Linked DNA regions of Hordeum vulgare: region 2 is linked to region 1. Evidence: chromatin contacts called from public Hi-C data. All regions are on one chromosome and are shown on one strand. The core of a region is the stretch at or near the end of the contact, and the rest is flanking DNA. Distances in the headings are between cores, read along the strand shown. Region 1 holds the start of LOC123442976 (DNA polymerase epsilon subunit B). Region 2 holds the start of LOC123442978.

The links. A called contact is a pair of places that touch in the nucleus more often than the background predicts.
Region 2: a contact with region 1 is called in a Hi-C map of seedling, with 2.6 times the contacts expected there. The contact joins the promoter of LOC123442978 here to the promoter of LOC123442976 in region 1. A contact is called at or near these places in 1 of 6 Hi-C or Micro-C datasets (seedling) and 1 of 1 datasets of contacts at active chromatin or transcription factors (embryo).

The regions. Positions count from the first base shown.
Region 1 is chr3H:63,067,236-63,072,769 of MorexV3_pseudomolecules_assembly, reverse strand. It overlaps LOC123442976 (DNA polymerase epsilon subunit B), which reads left to right and starts at 3,515. Exons shown (of 13, transcript XM_045119174.1): 1 at 3,515-3,742; 2 at 3,864-4,044; 3 at 4,918-5,071; 4 at 5,247-5,378. The coding sequence starts at 3,571.
Region 2 is chr3H:63,576,852-63,582,385 of MorexV3_pseudomolecules_assembly, reverse strand. LOC123442978 reads left to right here and starts at 2,512. Exons shown (of 5, transcript XM_045119178.1): 1 at 2,512-2,685; 2 at 2,762-5,132. The coding sequence starts at 2,979. LOC123442979 (a long non-coding RNA gene) reads right to left here and starts at 2,427. Exons shown (of 2, transcript XR_006630546.1): 1 at 1,711-2,427; 2 at 1-1,496.

The DNA of each region.
Region 1 (5,534 bases), core at 2,266-4,765:
TAAGATATCCCAAGAAGATAATATAATAGTATGGAACAATCAAAAATTATAGATACGTTGGAGACGTATCAGCGTGCCCAGCCACCACCACACGTTGCACATTGGGAGTACCAACATGATCCCAATATTCTTTTCTTTTTTCATGCATTTTTGTGAGGTTTCCTTGTTTTTCTGGGTTTTTAGATTTTGCTTGTTTTTTCCAAGTTCTTTTTTTCATTTCTCTTACCTTTTTTCACGTGAAGCATAGTTGTGGTCCATGAAAGTGAAAAGCACATCTGTGCTTTTCAGAGGGGTGCTTTCCAAAATATAAAAATTACATATGTTCTTCTCAAAAAGTGAAAACAAATGTGCTTCACGCTGAAGCACAATTGTGTTTTTGGAAACACATATGTGCTTAATGGCGAAGCATCGTGTGCTTTTCGAACAAGTGAAAGGCACATCTCCCGAACAAGGAGATGATGGCGTTGTGATACACCGTCAGTCGTTGCCATGAGAGGCGAAGGCACCATTGTGAGACCATGCGACAATGTTGCATGTCAGCACTTGGTCATGCTCAAATCAATATTCACTAGGGCCGCAAGCCAGGTGGTAACTCGGTGTTGCAGGGGCAAGGGCAATCACATTTTAAGGACTTGGGGGCCGCTCGCCAGCACAACAAGCAGTGGCAAATGCTGCAATTGTATATCTCATCATGCAGCAAAACGATGGCGTAGTGATGCAAAGGTCTAAGAGTGTTGCTAGCGGCGGGCAATCTTCAATTGCATGTCTCACCGACGGTGCATGCAGAGCTGCGAGTGTTGTTGTTGTAGCAGCTCGCCATCCTCTTAATTTTTCACCAATGTTGTGTGCGGTGGCGTGTTCCGCGACACCCCAATGTTGTAAGCGGTGACGTGCTTTTAATGTTGCAACAGGTGATGCTACAAGAGAGACATGGTCTGTCGTGACAGAGCGATCGGGTACGGCCACTCACATGCGATTAGGGCGGTGGTGGCCGCTACAAAGTGACATTGTGAGCCGAGAGGACGCGAGTTCTAGGTTGACCATCTGACGAGTACTATACAAATCATACGACTCACCAACAGATCTATTATTTTTTGAAAAATGGCTAGCAGATTGGGCATTCCTTATTTGTCGCTGCACGCGCCCGTTACACGTCATTTTGCTAACAAGTGCGTGTAGAGCGCATCCCCGCTCCACGCTTGGGCCGGCCAAGTTTGACTTTGTTTATTCGGTTTAAATTTCAAAAATTGGTTTAAATTTTAAAAAATGGTGCTACGTTGGGATCGAACCCACGACCTCACGTTTTGTAGCAACCACAGAATACACGCCATTAAGTTATTCTTTCCCTCCATTTTATTATCTTTTTCCTCGTTTTTCGGTTCGCTACCGCTTTGGGAGTTATATTCTGTTTTCTTGTATTTTTCTTTGTTTCCTGAAATGCGCGATTTTTTTTTTAAATTCATGAAACTTTTTTCCTAGTTTTATAGACTATTTTAAAAATTTGATGATTTTTCTCTAAATTAGATGAACCTTTTCAAATTCGATGAACTTAAAAAAATTGATGATTTTTTTTTCAAATTCGATGACCTTTTGTTCAAAACCGATGAAAATTTTCAAATTCGATGAACTTTTTTCAAATCCGATGAATTTTTTTTGAAAATTGATTAATTGTTTTTTGAAATTTGATGGGCGTTTTTCAAAATCACTGAACTTTTTATCAAAATTGATGAACCTTTCTCAAATGTGATGAACTATATTTTTTTCTCCAAATCTTTAAACATTTTTCCCATTTGAAGAATTGTTTTGCAAAATCGATGACCTTTATTTTTCGAAAATCAATAAACATTTTTCACGGCCTGCAGCGGGGCGCCAGGAGCTGTTTCATTGGTCGGCCCAACGCGGGGCGCTGCAAGCGCCAGGAGCAAGAACGAACCCTTGCAGCGCGGAATATCCTATTTGACGCCCTTTGCGTCAAACTATCAGGCAAACACACAGGAGGATAGACGAGCGATTCTTACATGGGCTGGCCCCGTTAACATGTTTCAGTGATCTCGATTTTGGAAAGTTCCCGGTCGGTATTTTCCGGTTTTGGAAAACTTCTTTTTTCTTAGCGAGTACACAATAAACACAAAAGAAAATAAGGAAGAAGAGAAAAAAGAAAAGAAAATAAAAAATAACCATAAAATGTGAAAAAAACCCGAGCTGGTTAACTGGCCGGTCTAGTCGCTTCGTCCCTCTTGTGTGAAGCCATCGCTACTGGACACAGGAGGTCCCCTGCATCGCAGTATAGGAGCTCCCAACAGATTGTTTTGTGAAATCACTAGTTAGCGAGTACAACGATTACTCCCATCTTCACAGGTTGCGACAAGTGGCGCAGTGCATGTCTGCCATTTGTCGCAATCTGAGAGTTTTCTCTTTTTTCGTAGATCCGTATTTTCAAAACGTTTTATTTTCTAAACCGTGTGTCCAAATCTCAAACCGTTTCACCGTTGGCTTCCTCGTGTCGAGATCTTCAAAACTAGATACCATGTTGATAGGTTTTGACGATTTTTTTTTCATGAAAAAACCGGACGAAAAAACCGAGCCTCATGCGATAGAAAAAAACAGAAAACACATTTTTTCCCTTTCCGAGGTCGTGCCTCTCGCGGAAGCAAAACCATGCCTCTCGCGAGAAAAAAGAGAGCAAACAACGCGTTTTCTCTTTTCGGGTGCCTCTCGTGAAGGCAAAACCGTGCCTCTCGCATTCTTTTTTACTGAAAACGCGTTTCCCCCCTTTGGTAGAGGTACGGGCGTGCCTCTCGCGAAGGCAAAACCACGCCTTTCGCGTAAGCAAAACCGTGTCTCTCACGAAAAAAAACAGAAAACGCGTTTTCCTGTTTTCAAGAGCCACGGGCGTGCCTCTTGAAATGCAAAACCATGCCTCTCACAAAGAAACACAAATATAAACGCTTCTTTTCTCTTTCCGAGAGGTACGACCGTGCGTCTCGCGAAAGCAAAAACGTACATCTCGCAAAAAAAAAACAGAAAACGTGTTTTTTTTAGGAAAAATGGAAAAAACGATTTTTTTGGATTTTTTTTTAAATTTTATTTCCTTCCAAAAGTTAAAAAAGACCGGTGAAAAACCAGAACACAAAAAACCCCAAAAAAACCCACTCTAAAAATACGAAAACACGTGCGAAAAAAAATAAAATAATAAAATACGAAGGAAACATTCAAAGCGCGATACATGAAGGTGGCTAAGAACACGCCAAATGGCGGCTTGGGAGAGTGATCGCTGGGAGGCTTCTGAAGGAATGCTCGCTAACTAGTTGCTTTGATTGTTTTGCCCCCGAAATTAACCGGCTCATGCCCTTGTTGTTTTTGAGGGATAGAGGGCTCACGCATAACGCGAGCCCAAAAAAGGGCGCAGCATTGTCCGAAACTTCCCGAGCCAACCCACCGGGCCAAAGCCCGCAGCGGATACTTCAAGCCCAGCGGGGGCGCTGCAATTGATATCCCGCCAGATTCCCCAAACCCCAACCCACCTTTCCCGCCACAGCCATTCCCTCTCGCCTCTTCCCCCTCTCTCCCATGGCGGCGCCGTCGGCAGCCATGCGCAAGAAGCTGCAGCGCAAATTCCGGCTGCGTGGCTTCACCCTCAAAGTTGATGCCCTCGAGGAGGCCGCCGCCTTCCTCGCCCGCTTCCCCGACGCCGAGGACGAGGCCCTCGACCTCCTCCTCGACGAGCTCGACAAAGAGCCGCGTAAGTACTCGCTCCGCCCCACGCTTTCAGGCCGCTTGCCTCCCATTCTCGTTCCGAGGCTTCGTTTTATGGTTGGTTCTTACCCTGTGCGCGTCTCTCTGTGCTCTGCGGGCGCCCGCAGTGAAATCGTCGATACTGGACCGGGACGCGGTCCGTCGCGTGGTGTCCCTACTGGTCGAGGCGGAGGAGGCGGTCGACGCGGCATCGCCTTCCGCCACCAGCGTCCAGTCGGCGCTGCGGGTGGTAGACTCGTTCGTCGTGCCGCGGTTCCAGTACGACCCAATCAAGAAAGTGTTCTACGAGTATGTAAATGCTGCCTCTTCCTTCTAGATCTGGGAAATTGGGTGTCGGGATTTGAGAATTTGCTCTATGTATTGGGTGCTGATGGTTGAATATTGTGATAACGGATGCCTATTACCTGCTTGATTCGTCTAAATATTAAATGAACTTTCACGAGAAATTGGTAGTTTGCAGAATGGATGCAGGACATAGTTTTGATTTTTTTCTTCTTTCGAGAAGAGGGGAATAGCCTTGCATCGAGTGATGCACACAGCCATATACAGTATATTACTTATCTATATTGTTGAACAAATCAGCTTACAACGAGGGACAAAAAAATAAGACTGTCCACATAGGATAAGTCTTGCGACAACATCCCCAAATCATATCACAGAGCATATGATGACATATTAACAGGCAAAGGATGCACTCTCCATGACAACGCCTTCAAGAAGGAATAGCCGCTCGCGCCGATGTTGGCTGGTCTAACCAGATGTCAGACCAAGAGCTTGGCAGCCGGCTGTAGCTGCGCGTCACCCTTCCCGGGGCTGCCGGCGTGGGCTTGTTAGTCTTGTCCTTCAGCGTTGCTGAGACCGCCATGGATAGGTGCAGCACTGGGTGGCGACGGCTGTGGGTCAGATGGAAGCGCAGCTGATCCAATTCTTATAGTTGATGGGAGCTTAGTATTTTTCTTTTTCTTATAGTTGGCCTAACTCAGCCCTGAGAGATTGCGGATTGAATTAGTCTTTTAATCAATTCATTTGTTTCTATAAGATGTCATCTGATTCAGTATGACACATAGATTGCTCTTTGATGCTAAACTAGAACATACGACTTCCTAACACAGGTTGTGTATATGTTTGTTGATGCTATTTCCGATTACACTGTGTATATAGGCATACTGGAAGATTAGCCCTCCATGGAGAAGCTGGAGATAAAGCCGCCCTTTACAGGGATAGGTATCAAGTGCTGCTTCAGAGGCTCGCTCGTGATAAATATTTCTCCAAGCCAGCTTTTGAGTCTGTTATGACTGAAAATGATAGTTGTGAGGTACTTTCTCTCAATTATGTTGTGTTCTACTACTGTAGATTGATTTATGTGATCCCAGTCCACTCTAGTCCAATACTTGGTGCTTTTTCCCAAAAACTTTCTGCAGCCTCTTTTGTTCCCCAATTTTTTTAATCATTGTATATGAAGTGACATACAGTTTCCCCCCTTCATGTAGATTACTTCCATACAGTCCTTAGTTGGGTGCACTGGGCGGAGATGGATCATGGGGGTCATATCACAGTTGGAGGAACGCCAGTTCTACTTGGAGGATCTTACTGGAGCAGTGCCAATTGACTTGGCGAATGCAATATCCTTAGAACCATTGCCATGTTATCTTCATGCAGATTATATATAAATAGAGATGCATGTCTGTGCTCTGCTAAATAAAAAAAATTCTAGAGTTCCTTTGGTCATTGAAAGGTTATGGAAAAATCCTCTCATTTTAGAAGGGATAGTATAGAAT
Region 2 (5,534 bases), core at 1,263-3,762, 510 kb before region 1:
CACTGAAGCATAACACACATTATCAAGGAAGCTATTGAAGCTGGGGCTGAATGCTCAATAGAATTTTATAACTTCTCGACGATACTACCAGAGCCTAAGACAAGTCTGTTAGTTGCATATCTCCCAAGCTTCCTGAATACACCATATGGGTGGTGAGTGCTGACATGCTGGTATGGCAACGAAGATAAGTATGAGTACAGAGAAATGTTACTGACTGAACGAAAACTGTATATCTCCACCTTAAATTGGATATTACAATAGAAGGGCATATTCGTCCTAATATTTCCTCCCTGACCGTTTCTTCACAAAACGCACCAAATATTCTTAATTATGTTCCAAATAATATTCGTATTCACATTTAGCCCAAGAGAAAATAGAAAGGGTGAAGGACAGCTGGCTGGGCCCATATAGGCCTATGCTCGCAGCAAACGCGGCCACACGCAAAGAAGCCCTAGGGCTGCCCTTGCGCTTGACAGCCACCACCCATGGGGCGGATGCAGCGCCGCCAGGCCAGCGCCTCCACAAGAGCAGTTCCATGATGCCCTCTTCCACCAAAAGGGTTGCCATCTTCCTACGCCGGCGGCCTGGCGCATCGATTCAGTGTTCCTTGTGCGTCTCGGCACCGCCGGCTGATGAATCACCAAGCCGCTCCTTCCGCCGAGGCAAGCGAAGCCACCTCTTCCTCATGGCTTGCTGGGTTGGAGCGCCATTGCTGTCGCATGGAGCAGGCATCGCCCGATGGATTAAGGAAGCGATGTCAAGGATTCTCCAAGGGCAGCATCGAGGGTTCCCAGGTTAGATCTGGCATTGATAGGGTTTGCTTAGGGTTTATAGTTATGGATCTAATGGCTTTCGTGGGGTTGGATCCGGATCTCTTTAGGGGGAGTAAGGGTGGGATATCATGATTTCTTAATTTTGAAAGTCAAAGTTCCCCAATACTCTTTGATGCCAGCATCTCCAGGTATCGAACACACATATGGCAGTTTGGCAAAGTGGTGGGGCATAAAGCCCATGGATAGTTACTGTCATATTGTAGAACCAGAAGTCAGAAGTTAGTCCACAACACAAAGGGCAGGTCCTAGAATGTATTGTGGATGTGCTAGATTATAATTTCTTCTAAAAAAATTCACTTCATGATTTTTTGGGGGGCACTTCAGGAGGTATTGAACCACGAAACATAGGGAGGTATCAAAGAGTGATATGAGAAAAAAAAATTGGAAGTCAAAGTTCCCCATAGCCCCCAACGTGTGTATTCCCAGGTATTGGACACACATATGGCAGTTTGACAGAGTGATGAGGGTGGTTACTGTCATACTGTAGAACCAGAACTCAGGAGTTAGTACATGACACATAAGGAAGGTCCTGGAATAGGTTGTGGATGTCCTATGTTAGAATTTGTTGTATATAGCACATTTCGGAAATATTTTTCCTGAATAAGGCATTACCGATATTCTTCATCTGAGCAAATTGCCTTCGGTAGCTTCACAGCCAATTGCCTGTAAACCAAGGAGGAAGTAGTGTAGGATCAAGCACATTGTCTAGCACTTGTTGTATTTGCCATGGTATTCTTGCAATTATACCAGCGTTAAAAAGTATAGACAATAGGGCAAAAAGAAATCTACTTCAGAAAAACCAGTGCCAACACAGGTAATCGAATCCATAAATTATGAAACAGATCAGAAAAACATACTAGTGATTAACGGATTGTACCTGCAGTGAAGAAAGCAGAGGTATATGTACAAAGTCCTCTGAAAATACTAGCTTTGCCAAACTATCACAGCTGCAAACTTGTTGTGAGATCAAGTTGCAAGCAGGCATGTTGTTGTCATCATAAATTTACTTTCACACTCCAAACACATGATGTGAAAGCCGAATTGATCTTCTCTAGAGATGACAAATAGAAGATCCACACTGCAAACCTAGTAGGCTAGCCATAAGTTTGACATCTTAGGCACTAAGAAGAAGATCAATACAAGGTCAACAGAGTTACAGATACATCCACGAGGAGCAGGACTGGCCGGAATATGATGGTACCTGCCGGCAACCAGTGCCTGGCCTTGCCATCCATCACCCCTGAAGCGGCCTGCCGCGATGTACCTGTTGCTGAAGCCCCTGCTGCATCCTGCGGCCTGAGGTGGGGATGATGAGGAGGTCGGTGCGCGAGGGTGGGGATGCAGGGATTAGGACGAGCTAGCCACTGCAAGATCCTAGAGCGCCGGAGGCCGCGTCACGGGGAACCGCCGGCGGGCGGCGGCGGTGCCGTCGTGTGTGGCGGAGCGGCGACGACGGACGGACGGACGGACCGACCGACCGACGAAGGAGCAGGAAATAAAGACCACCGCACGGGGCGCTTTTTATTTTCCGCCAGGGGCCACGCTCCCCACCCACACTGATCCCAGCCGTCCGATCGCGATCCGACGGCGCGAGAAACCCGGCGACGTGACCCGCCCGGCCCCGTCCACGACCCTATAATACAGGGACTGATTCGGAAAATTTCCCCTTCCCCAATGTCCCCTTCTTCCTCCTCCACCTCCACCTCCGGCCTCCCCTCCCCCGCCGGCTCCACCCAAAATTCTCGCCCCTCCTCCACCCATCAACCCCGGTCCGCACCCCGGGAGACGGAGGGGCACCAGGGGAACCCCAGGCCGGCGTTGGATTGGCGTGGATCGGCCTCCTCCGCTCCTGGTATGGAACCCTAGCTTTTTTCCCCGGCCGGATTGCTCCAGGAGTGCGTTTCTTGATCCTCGTTTTGCTGTGGCAGTGACCGGACGGGGACAAGATCGCTCTTTTCTTTCCATTCCGGCCGGTTGCGGATCTGCTTCCTGCCCTGTTGCCTGTTTTTTGTTAATCTGATTCATCCGTGCATGGTTCCGATCAGGTCACCGTTCTCCGGCGAGCAAGTTCGATCTGGGACCCGCTGCCCGGGTGTGGAGCAGCTTCTTTTCGAGGGAGACAATTGGGGGTTCAACTGAACCCCCATGCCCCAGGTTAAGCCCGCCCCTGCACCCGAGCCACTCCTGCTGGGTTTAGATGGGGATGACGAGACCTTGTCTGAGAGGGGCTCGGTTGGATCCGGGTCAGCCCCAAGCACGCCGGATGCTCGTGGTGGCAATGAGGCCTCTTCCAGCACCCCCTCTCCTGCAGGGAGCAAGAAGAAGCGTGAGAGCTTGAGTTGTGACAGAGTGGAAGCTGATGGTCCAGAGCCAACAAGATCCAGTTCGAGTGACACCACATGGAGCATGGACAGTTTGCGCGACGGCTGCCCACGCTCCTTGTCGAGAAAAAAGAATGGCCGCTCTGAGCATTCAGTTACTTCCGCCGCATTGATCAGCCGGCCTCGTGGCGTCTTGAAGCTAAGGAAGCTTCCCCAGAATGCCAGTGCCGAGACTGGGGCTGGAGGTTGTAATGTGCTTCAACCCAATGGCATTTCCAAGCCTGCCCATTTCATGAGGAGGAAAAGGATAAGGAAACCAAGGGGGCTCAAGGAGAACAGAGTTGGTGGCGATGACCCTGTCAGTTGCTCAAAGACCGAGAATGGCACTCATGATCAGGACATCACAACAAAGTCTTGTTCTGGAAATGATCTCTTGGTTCCAAAGCTGTCAGGTGAACCATCTAAACCTCTTGATGTTGGTAAGGATAGTGCTGGGCATGCGCAAGGGCACATTGATGTTAGCTTGGAAGAAAATGCTGCTATGATGCTCTGTTCTCTATCAGATAATAGACATGATGACCCATTGAGGAACAGAATGGCATCACCAGATAGATCGTCAAACGAATCTAATCTTCACCACTCTAATCACTTGAAGAATCAATACAAGAATGAAAATGATGTAGCTGGTCCTTCTAGGTTGCTACGGAAGCGTGACGGTAAAGGGCCATTCAGGAAGCGTCGCCCACGTCGTCATTTCTATGAAGTCAGCCCTCATGATCTGGATCCATTTTCCATTGTAAAAGAGAGGATCAGGGTGTTTTGGCCTCTTGATGAGACTTGGTACTTTGGTCTGGTCAAGAAATATGACCCAGTGACAAAGAGGCATCATGTCAAGTATGATGATAAGGACGAAGAATGGATCAATCTTCAAAATGAGAGAATCAAGCTCCTCCTTTTGCCAGGTGAAGGTCGCAGGAGATGTATTAATAATACTTCAAGGAAAGCACGTAAGGTGAACTATGAGGGGGAGAAGAGAGAAGACATGGATGGAAACGGCTCAGGAAGTGAGTCAGAGCCCATCATCTCATGGTTGGCTCGATCAAACCAAGTGAGATCTGGTACCTCCAGTAGCATCAGCAAAACAGTTATAGGTCACCCAAATATTGTTCCTGTGTTATCAAACTCATTCGATGCCAATCCGGGATTCTTTGCCTCTAATGGTGCTATACCAGGAGGTTTACCTGCAAATGGGGGCCCGGAAGTTCATAATGATGGGACTACAGCTGGGGAAAGGAGATTCCGTTTTTTTTATTCTAGGAGGCGATTTTGCAGGAGAATGAATGGTTTTGTCAACATTTCAGAACATGATTCACATCTTAAAATCAGAGCAAGTTCTGCAGCGGTTCTTGCCTCAACCACTGGCAGGGAGGCTGATACTGAAACTGGTGCTCCAGTGAAATATGTCATATTGGTAGTAAGCCTTCCACTTAAATCTGTTTACAAGTTAATTTCTGAAGCCTGCAGTGCTTGGCTTCCCAGTACTTTCGTTCACCCTCAGCATGGTTCATTGATTACCTTATGGCCTGCCGTATGTCTGGACATACTTCTCGTTGATGATACTTTAAGTTTGAAACACTTGCTTCTTGAGACTTGCTTAAGATCAGCAGTATCTCTTTTCTGTTCACTTGTCGGAAGCTTCAATAAGGATTCTGGGCTGAATGCTTTTAAGGAATCAGAAGCCCCATGCACCTCGGTCAGATTCCAGATATCTGGTTTGCATGGTAGGAGCCAAGTAGCATTTGTGCTGTTCAACCTCTTTGGAATTGGCAAGACACAATGGAAGAACCTGCAAGCAAAGGTCAGATATCACTCTTTGAAAAGGGAGCTGTCTAAAGTTGGCTGCACATACGCTGATATCAAACAACTCATCAGTGGAAATGACCAGAATGTCCGGACTTCAGTGAATCTCTTTTCGAAGGTACAGAACTCACCTTATCTTGCAGATTTAATTGACTTTAACATCATTTTTTTATTGACTATGGGTATTGCATGCCAGGATTTTTTAATAGAAACATAAAAGAATAACTACTGTCCAAGGTTTGCACGTTAGGGAGAATATGCTGATTAATAGCTAATGTTAGTAGTCAGCTGCACACCCAGTTAGACTGTACGTGGGGGTTAGTTAGTTGCTGTACCAGTCAGTCAGTCACTGTGGAGTTACAAGCCAGAATATCTGCGGCAGAAACCTAGGCCCAGCATCTTATTTTGTCAGTTGGAGTTACTCCCTCCGTCCAGGTGTGTTGGGCACCTAAGAGAATTTGAGAATTCCAAAAGTGTAAGACGCGATAGAATTAACTAGGCCTCATTCGCATTGATGGGC